Regions from separate parts of the Sus scrofa genome. Here region 1 is linked to region 2. The links are chromatin contacts, called in public HiChIP or PLAC-seq maps. All regions are on one chromosome and are shown on one strand. The core of a region is the stretch at or near the end of the contact, and the rest is flanking DNA. Distances in the headings are between cores, read along the strand shown.

Evidence for each region. HiChIP or PLAC-seq counts read pairs in DNA pulled down with a chosen protein or histone mark.
Region 1: an H3K27ac HiChIP or PLAC-seq map of alveolar macrophages shows a contact between it and region 2. The contact joins the promoter of VEGFA here to the promoter of MRPS18A in region 2. A contact is called at or near these places in 7 of 47 Hi-C or Micro-C datasets (alveolar macrophages, blood, embryonic fibroblasts and 3 more) and 2 of 2 datasets of contacts at active chromatin or transcription factors (alveolar macrophages and skeletal muscle).

What each region holds. Positions count from the first base shown.
Region 1 is chr7:38,745,259-38,749,362 of Sscrofa11.1, forward strand. VEGFA (vascular endothelial growth factor A) reads left to right here and starts at 1,840. Exons shown (of 7, transcript NM_214084.1): 1 at 1,840-1,911. The coding sequence starts at 1,846. LOC106504420 (a long non-coding RNA gene) reads left to right here. Exons shown (of 3, transcript XR_001297869.2): 3 at 1-1,110.
Region 2 is chr7:38,656,203-38,660,681 of Sscrofa11.1, forward strand. MRPS18A (39S ribosomal protein S18a, mitochondrial) reads right to left here and starts at 1,270. Exons shown (of 7, transcript XM_021098784.1): 1 at 731-1,270. The coding sequence starts at 829.

The sequences.
Region 1 (4,104 bases), core at 590-3,089, 90 kb after region 2:
CTCACTCTGATGTCAGCAGGCCAGATGAAGGCTCCAGATGGGCACCCTGTCCAAGATGGATACATCGTGCCCCCTGTGCCCAGCTCCGGGCTCTGTGCACATGTGGCCATTATAGTCCCAAACATGCCACTGTTTGAGAGATCAGAAACGGGGCGTCAGGGGTAATGTCCCTTTACCCTCTTCTGAGGCCTCTTGAGCCAGAGCTGGGGTGTGCAGACGGTAGTCACTAGGGGGCGCTCAGCCACCACAGGGAAGCTGGGTGAACTTGGCGAGCGGCGTCTGCGTGAGAGTGAAGACGCGTGTGTCTGGGTGTGTGTGGGTAGGACTCTGAGAGCGCTGGAGGTGGGAGGCCAGAGATCGCCCCAGGATTCCAACAGATCTGTACGTCTCTCTCTTCACCTGTCCCTGTCCAACTTCCCCAAACCCCTATTCTCTCCAATATTCCCAGCGTAAAGGGAATGGCTCTCGAGCCCTGGCCGCACATAACCTCACTTTTCTGTACCCTCCCCCCAAATACCGCGCGGTCGTGTGCCTCTCCGGGCAAAGGGAGGCGGATAGGTCATGTTGAGGCTGTGACCCTTGGTGGGGGTCGAGCTTCCCTTCGCTGGGGTGAAATGGGGGCCCAGGCTTCGTTCGGTATCCCTAGGGAAAGGCAGCGCCAGGGGTCGGAGCCGCGCGCGGAGGGGACGGACTCCAGGGTTGAGGCTGGGCCTGTCCCCGCCCCTGGGCGTGTCGGGGGCGTGCCGGGGCGGGGCCAGGCCTTCTTTTTAGTCAGCTTCTAGCGGTGAAGAGCGCAGAGGCTTGGGGCAGCCGGGCTGCTGGGAGGCCGCGGCACTGGGGGCGAGAGGAGCCGGCGGCAGCGGCGCTCGGTCGAGAGACGCATCCGCAAGGCGGACGAGCCGGCGGGGTCACCAGCTTGGGGGTCTCCGCGCTGGAATTTGATATTCATTTATCCAGGGCTCACCCTCCTCCTTTTTTTCGGAGACATTTTTGGAAAACCGTATTCTTTTCCGTTTTAATTTATTTTTGCTTTCCATTCCCCGCTAAATCGGGCCGATCGTTTGGGGAGATTGCTCCTTTACTCCCCCAAATCACTTCGGATTTTGGAAACCAGCAAAGAGAAGAAAGAGGTAGCAAGAGCTCCAAAGAGAAGTCGAGGAAGAGAGAGAGACCGGGTCAGAGAGCGCGCGCGGGCAAGCAAGAAACGAGAGGGACAGGGGCAAAGTGAGTGACCTGCTTTTGGGGGTGACCGCCAGAGCGCAGCGTGAGCCCTCCCCCTCGGGATCCCGCGTCGGACCAGCAGCGCTGACGGACAGACAGACAGACACCGCCCCCCGCCCCAGCGCCCACCTCCTACCCGGCCGGCGGCCGACCGTGGACGCGGCGGCGAGCCGCGGGCAGGAGCCGGAGCTCGCGCCCGGAGGCGGGGTGGAGGGGGTCGGGGCTCGCGGCGTTGCACTGAAACTTTTCGTCCAACTTCTGGGCTGTTCTCGCTCCGGAGGAGCCGTGGTCCGCGCCGGGGCAGCCGAGCCGAGCGGAACCGGGAGAAGTGCTAGCTCGGGCCGGGAGGAGCCGCAGTCGGAGGAGGGGGAGGAGGAAGAAGAGAAGGAAGAGGAGAGGGGGCCGCGGTGGCGACTCGGCTCTCGGAAGCCGGGCTCATGGACGGGTGAGGCGGCTGTGTGCGCAGACAGTGCTCCAGCCGAGCGCGCGCCCCAGGCCCTGGCCCGGGCCTCGGCTCCGGGAGGAAGAGGAGCCCGCCTGGGCGCTGAGGAGAGCGGGCCGTCCCGCAGCCCGAGCCGGAGAGGGAGCGCGAGCGGCGCCGGCCCCGGCCGGGCTTCCGAAACCATGAACTTTCTGCTCTCTTGGGTGCATTGGAGCCTTGCCTTGCTGCTCTACCTCCACCATGCCAAGGTAAGCGGCCGTGCCCGCCTGGCGCCGCGGGCCGCTGCGAGCGCCTCTCCCGGCTGGGGACGTGCGTGCGAGCGCGCGCGTGGGGGCTCCGTGCCCCACGCGGGTCCTTGGGCACCGGGCGCGCGGCTTCCCCTCTATCCTCGTACATGTAGGGGGAGGGGGCGCGCGCTAGGTGGGAGGGCACCGGGCTAGAGTCTCACCGCCCACGCGGGCCCTGCCCACCCACCAGAGTCACCGCACGTACGATCTGGGCCGACCAGCCGAGGGCGGGAGCCGGAGGAGGCGGCTGAGGGGGCTGGGCTTGCGCTGCCGCCGGCGGCTGAAGTTTGCTCCCGGCCGCTGGTCCCCGAGAACTGGAAGTCCGGGCAGCGGGGGCGGGAGTCGGAGCCCAGCGGGCGGGGGTGGGGGTGCTCGGACCTTGGACCGGAGGAGGGCAGAGAGCGTAGAGGGGGCAGGGCGCCGGCAGGAGAGGGGGCTGGCTGTCACTGCTGCTCGATCTCTGCGGCCCTCGCCGCGAGTTGCGGAAAAGTTTTTGGGTGGATTGCTGCTGGGACCCCCTCCTCTCCGCCGGACCACCTGCGCCGCACCACCCCCGCCCGTCCTCGCTCGCGTCCCGCTCGGTGCCCGCCCTCCCCCGCCCGGCCGGGCGCGCGCGGCGCGGAGCCGATTACATCAGCCCGGGCCTGGCCGGCCGCGTGTTCCCGGAGCTGCGGCGGCCCGAGCCGGGAGCCCGGGGCGGCAAGCGGCGCCCCTCCCCCCGCCGGCCCTCCGCGGGAAGGTGACCTCTCGAGGTAGCCCCAGCCGGAGGACCCGGAGAACCACCCCTATCCCCTCCCGCCGTTCCCGGCCCCTAACCCCGTCCTAGGAGGAATTTCCTGACGCCCCTTCCCCATTTCCTCCTTGGCTCGAAGCGAAACCCTTGTCACCCCTTTATTTTCACTCCCTTATGCCGAGAAGACCCATCTAACCCCTCGCTGGCCCCAGAGTCCGGGGGAAGAATGGCCACTGTCAGGAGTCGGGCTGCTGGGGCCCAGCCGGTGCTTTGTCGAGACTCTACCTAAAGTCCCGACTTGGTGACAGCCTGCTTCCTTCTCCTCCCCCACATTTCCGAGGGAGCTGTACTTTAGCTTTTATGGGGGTGGCCTAAGGGAGGGTTTAAAGAGTGTCGTTTTCCCATTTTACACTTTTAGGGAAAATGGTTGGAAATTTGCTGTGACATGGGCAGTGTGGGACCAGCCCTCCCTGAACCTTTGGAGGGAGCTCCTGCCAGCCTTGCAAACACACTTTGTTCTGGTGAAATGGGCGTTGGAGCAGGAGCAGGTGGTTTGGGAACTCCAAACTTGCCCACCCAGCGTGGTTCTCAGAGGCGCCTCAGGGGTCCTTTGCGCTCCCCCCTCAGGCACAGAGTCCCCTTGGGCAGAGGCAGAAGGAAAGAAACGGGCTAGGGTCCCTGCTGCCACCCGGAGTTCCTCAGACCCTGGCACAAAGGCCTTGGCTCCAGGCCTCCAAGGGAGGGGGAGGGGGAGGAGAGGCTGCCTAGCCACAGCGTGACCTTCAGAGGCCCCCAGAGAAGGGCACCTGGCCCCTCCCCGCCCAGAACTGTCTCTCCGGGTGCCCCCTGGCCTTGGAGGGGGTATGAAGTTTCCGTCCCCTTTGCTCGTTGGGGGCCCAGGAGGAGTGGAGGGCATAGGGGGAATGTTGGCAGAGGGAAGCCAGGGGGTGCCAGGGAGATGGGTGACGGGCTGAGGTGGAGGCTCCAGGGGGTCCCCAAGGGAGCTACAGGGGGAGGCGATCCATCTGGGATCCTGGAAACTGTTATCTGATCTTGGCCCTGGGGGCAAGGCTGGGGGTCTGGGGTGCATTGAGGGGTGTGTAGGAAGGAGGGGGACAGACAGTCAGACTTCTCTGCAGAGTCTGCAGTTCTGTGGGCCAGAGTGCAGCTCTGCTGCTCTGGATCTGCTCCCAAAAAGGGGCAGGTGGGGTGGGCAGTTGGTGACAACTGGAGACCCTCTGGAAGGGCGGGGGTGGGGTCCGGGGTGGGGGGAAGCCTTTGCCTGTGGGGTGCTGTCAGGTCCACATGGTTGGGCTAGTTGACCTTCACAGCTTCTGGGGAGGGGAGGAATGATATGGTGGGGGCGGGGAGGGACAGGGAGGCCGCAGGCCTAGGTGGTGCAGGGGGCCCCCTAGGGGCTG
Region 2 (4,479 bases), core at 20-2,519:
CTGTACTTTCTCATGTAAATTCCTAATATATACACACCACCTTATTAGAACCTAACTTCTCAGGAAAAGGGCTGTATTTTCATTTTTTCCAAAATCCCTTGAAAGCTTTCAATACAGAACTTGGCCGTCAGTAAGCTCCCGGCTCAATACTAGAATCAGGCTGCCTGTCCAAGATTTAAGATTAATGAAAAGTAGAACCACCATCCAGCATATGCCTCTAGTTCAGCGGTTCAGCCGCCTTTCCACTTTAGCTTCTACTTCTCAGGGAGACTGGACAGAAAAGCCACTATTGGATTACAGCATTTTCAGGTGAGAAGCTGGAAAAGGAGGCCCTCGGGAAGGAACGAATCTTTAATCGAGATGTCCTTTCCGGATGGCGCAGGAAACCTTTAATGAAGGAGGCGGCCGCCCGAAGAATACGGAACGAATTACGACGCAGACGCTAAGCAAGAGCTTTTTTGAATCCTGGGACATGTTTCTTTTCTGCCCTTGCTAAATAAGCAAGCCTTTCTCTCCGATCTCCGTCCCCGTGAGGGCACTCACGCTGGGTGAGAGATTAAGGTTACAGCATCATGATGTGGAAAGGGATTTCAAGCACTCGGGAGCGCCAGCATTTCCGACGTTTCAGAACCGCAGGAAGGACAGGGAGGGAGGGGCGCAAGGGGGCTTAAGGAAGCAAACTTCCCTTCTTCACTTCAACCTTAGGAGGTCACCAGGACCGAGGACTCACCTTCTCTGAAGCCGCGAGATGGAGGCCGAGCCCAGCTGGTCGCGGCCGGGCCTGCCAGGAGCCCTCGGAGTAGCCGTCCACAGCCAGACACCAGAACATTGAGACCCACCATCTTGAAAACCAATCCCGACCTTTGTGCACTTCCGCTTCCGGAACGGCGCGCGCGCAGCCGCAGTGGTGGGCAGGAAGTGTGCGTCTTGTGGGCTTCCCGCTCCGTTATTTAGGTCATTTACATTTCCTCACCTCTCGGGCTTTGAGCTGAGTCTGTGTCAATCCTGTACCTTATTCCGAGGGTCCGGGGGAGGTCTTTAGCTCCTGTCTGCTAGTCCTCAAAGTCTCCAAGGTCGCCTTCGTTTCCTGGCAGGCTGCTTCGGTAAAATCACCCGCACTACCCCTATTTCTTTAAAACTTTTTCTTTTTTGCTGGTCAGATGTGGATTTTCAGCTTCTTGAGACTGGGGCTCGGTCTCTACCGGCAAGGTTGAAATGGTTTGGAACAGCAGCTATCTCGTAGACCTGGGATTGAATTAATACCCCGTCCCCGCCCCTCCCTACCTTGGCCTTTAATTCTTTTGTCTCAGCGCTTTCCTTTCGCTGGTGAACGTATTTCTCAGGGTCAGTTCAGACCTCACTTACACTGTGGAGTCTTAACTTCCCAGTTACTGGTTCTCAGCACCAGATACCTCTCCATCTTTGTACTCTGCCTAGTTTCAGCTTTGTATTTGTATAATGCGTTTCCTCACCAAACTGGAAACTCATTGAAGGCAAAGACATTGTTTTTTGGTTGACTTTCGTATCTACAGCACTTAGCACAGTGCCTGACACATAATGAGTGATACATATGTTACATGTGTGTATGTGTATATATATACACACGTACACATATAAAATGTATATAATGCAGGTAATGTGTGTAAAGTATGTATGTATATATCTACATTATATGTATACATACAATTACATATATATGTATGTATGGATATATCTACATTATATGTATACATACAATTACATATATATGTATATATAATAAAACATTTTATATGGTTAAGATTAGATGAGATAAAACATAAGTTAAACATAAACATAAGCTCATTAATAAAGCAATTATTGAGATGGCCTTTTTGCTAGGTACTTATGACAAATTTGACATACTTGCCTAATAAGGAAGCTTATAGTACCAAGAAGAAAACAAGACTGCTCAGTTTTCCATCTTTTGGACTTGCAGGATGTATATAGGATATTCCCCTAGAAGTACAAAAGAAAAGAAAGTCATTCACAACTCAATTCCTCCATATGGTGGTTAGGATACTCTTTTCCACACCGGAAGGGATATTTTCCAGTTATCGTACTCTGATTCATAGATGGGAAGATTGAGTTCATTAAATGGCAGAACATGTTCCCTGGGGGTTAGGGAAGGAGCCCATCTTCCAGTTGGGACTGCCATGCAGGTGGACTGGGAGGATACAGAGCAGCAACTGCATGGGGGACTTGAATGGTATCACCATAGGTGAGAGTGGGAGAAATGTGGCATTGGATTTTCTTAAAACACTGCATTTAGCAAAGACATGTCCTAGGAAGGGGAAGCTTGCAGGAAAGGTCAATCTAGGTGGGTGAGACAGACACAATGATTATTGAGTGGAGCAGAGGGTTTTGGTGGGGTATATGCCTCGGAGATCTGGCCAGGATCAGGAAATCCTTGGCTTTCCTTGTAGCTTCTGCTTTCCTTCTGTACATATGACCTCAAACCCTTCCTGCTTGTACCATACCCCTTGTTTCTTTACGTCCCCAACTTCTGGGGATCTGACAGGGATGAGAGCAGTAACAGAGCCTCACCTAGGGTTTGTTTTAGACCTAGTGAGCTAAAGTATTTGAGTGCTAACCTTCTCATTGTCTTATCCTAATTTAACATAATCAAATTTTATTTTAAAAAACAACTTATATTTTCTACAATAACAAGTGACATGTGATCATTGTAAAAAGAAAATGAAGCAATAAAGTAAAAAGAAAAGTAATATTTGAGTTCCCTTGGTGGCTCATCTGGCATTGTCACTTCTGTAGCTCTGGTCACTTCTGTGGCATGGGTTTGGACCCTGGCCTGGGAGCTTTCACATGCTGCAGTTGTGGCCAAAAAGAAAAGATTAAAAAAAAAAAAAAAAAAGGGAAGAAAAAAATATCATCCAATCTAGAGATAAGCATTTTTTACATTCAGCAGAATTAAATAATACTGTGCACATTCTTTATTTTGTAATATCTTGCTTTTCTGAATCTATGCATAATCCTTACATGAAAAAACAGTTCTCTCAGACCACATTTGTCTCAGGAGAATAGACTTCACTTTAAAAAAATTGTTTAAAAAAATTGTTTTTAAAAAATATCATCCAATCTAGAGATAAGCATTTTTTACATTCAGCAGAATTAAATAATACTGTGCACATTCTTTATTTTGTAATATCTTGCTTTTCTGAATCTATGCATAATCCTTACATGAAAAAACAGTTCTCTCAGACCACATTTGTCTCAGGAGAATAGACTTCACTTTAAAAAAATTGTTTTTAAAGAATAACCTGAGAATTCCTGTCGTGGCTCATTGGAAACAAATCCGACTAGTATCCATGAGGATGTGGGTTCGATCCCTGGCTTCGTTTAGTGGGTCGGGGATCTGGCATTGCTATGAGCTGTGGTGTAGGTCCCAGACGAGGCTTGGATCTGGAATTGCTGTGGCTGTGACATAGGTCGGCAGCTGTAGCTCGGATTTGACCCCTAGCTCAGGAACTTCCATATGCTGTGGGTGTGGCCCTAAAATAAATAAAATAAATAAATAAAGAAATAAAGAGGGGTTCCCATCCTGGCACAGTGGAAACAAATCAGATTAGGAACCATGAGATTGTGTGTTTGATCCTGGGCCCTGCTCATTGGGTTAAGGATCTGGTGTTGCCGTGAGCTGCAGTGTAGGTCACAGACACAGTTTGGATCCTGCGTTGATGTGGCTGTGGTGTAGGCCTGCAGCTACAGCTCTGATTCGACACCCTAGCCTGGGAGCCTCCACATGCCACAGGAATGGCCCTAAAAAGACAAAAAAAAAAAAAAAAAAAGGAAAGGAAAAATATCTGTGTATAAATGGGGACCTATGCAATTCAAACTCATGTTATTCAAGGGTCAACTGTATATATATATCTATATATCTATATATTGATAAGCAGTGTTTTAATTTTAACAATTATCAAATATCATATTGTAATTTATAAAATTTCTTTCTTTATGGTTGACATTTTTTGTTTCTTAATTTTTTTTTTCCTGGACAAGGTCTTGAAGATGTTCTGTGTTTTCTTCCAAAAGCTTTATTGTTTAACTTTCACGTTAGACCTGAACTCATCTGGACTTGTTTTATTATGTGGTCTGAGATTGGGATTAAGGTTTGTTTGTTGTTATTGTTGTTCCAGAGTAATATTTACCTGACCCAGCCCCATTTACTAAAAATATCCTACCTTCCCCCATTGCATTTTATCTGGTATGTATCTGTTTTCTGAATCTCTATTTGGTCTTTTTCTCCTGTTCTCTAGCACCGTTTTAAGTAGCTGTATACTATTTCATTGTATGGAAGTACCATAAGTTACTCAACCAATCCCCAATGACTAGGCATTTAGGTTGCCTTTTTTTTTTTGTTTGTTTGTTTTTTTGGCTTTTTAGGGCCACACCAATGGCCTATGGAAGTTCCCAGGCTAGGGGTCGAATTGGAACTATAGCTGC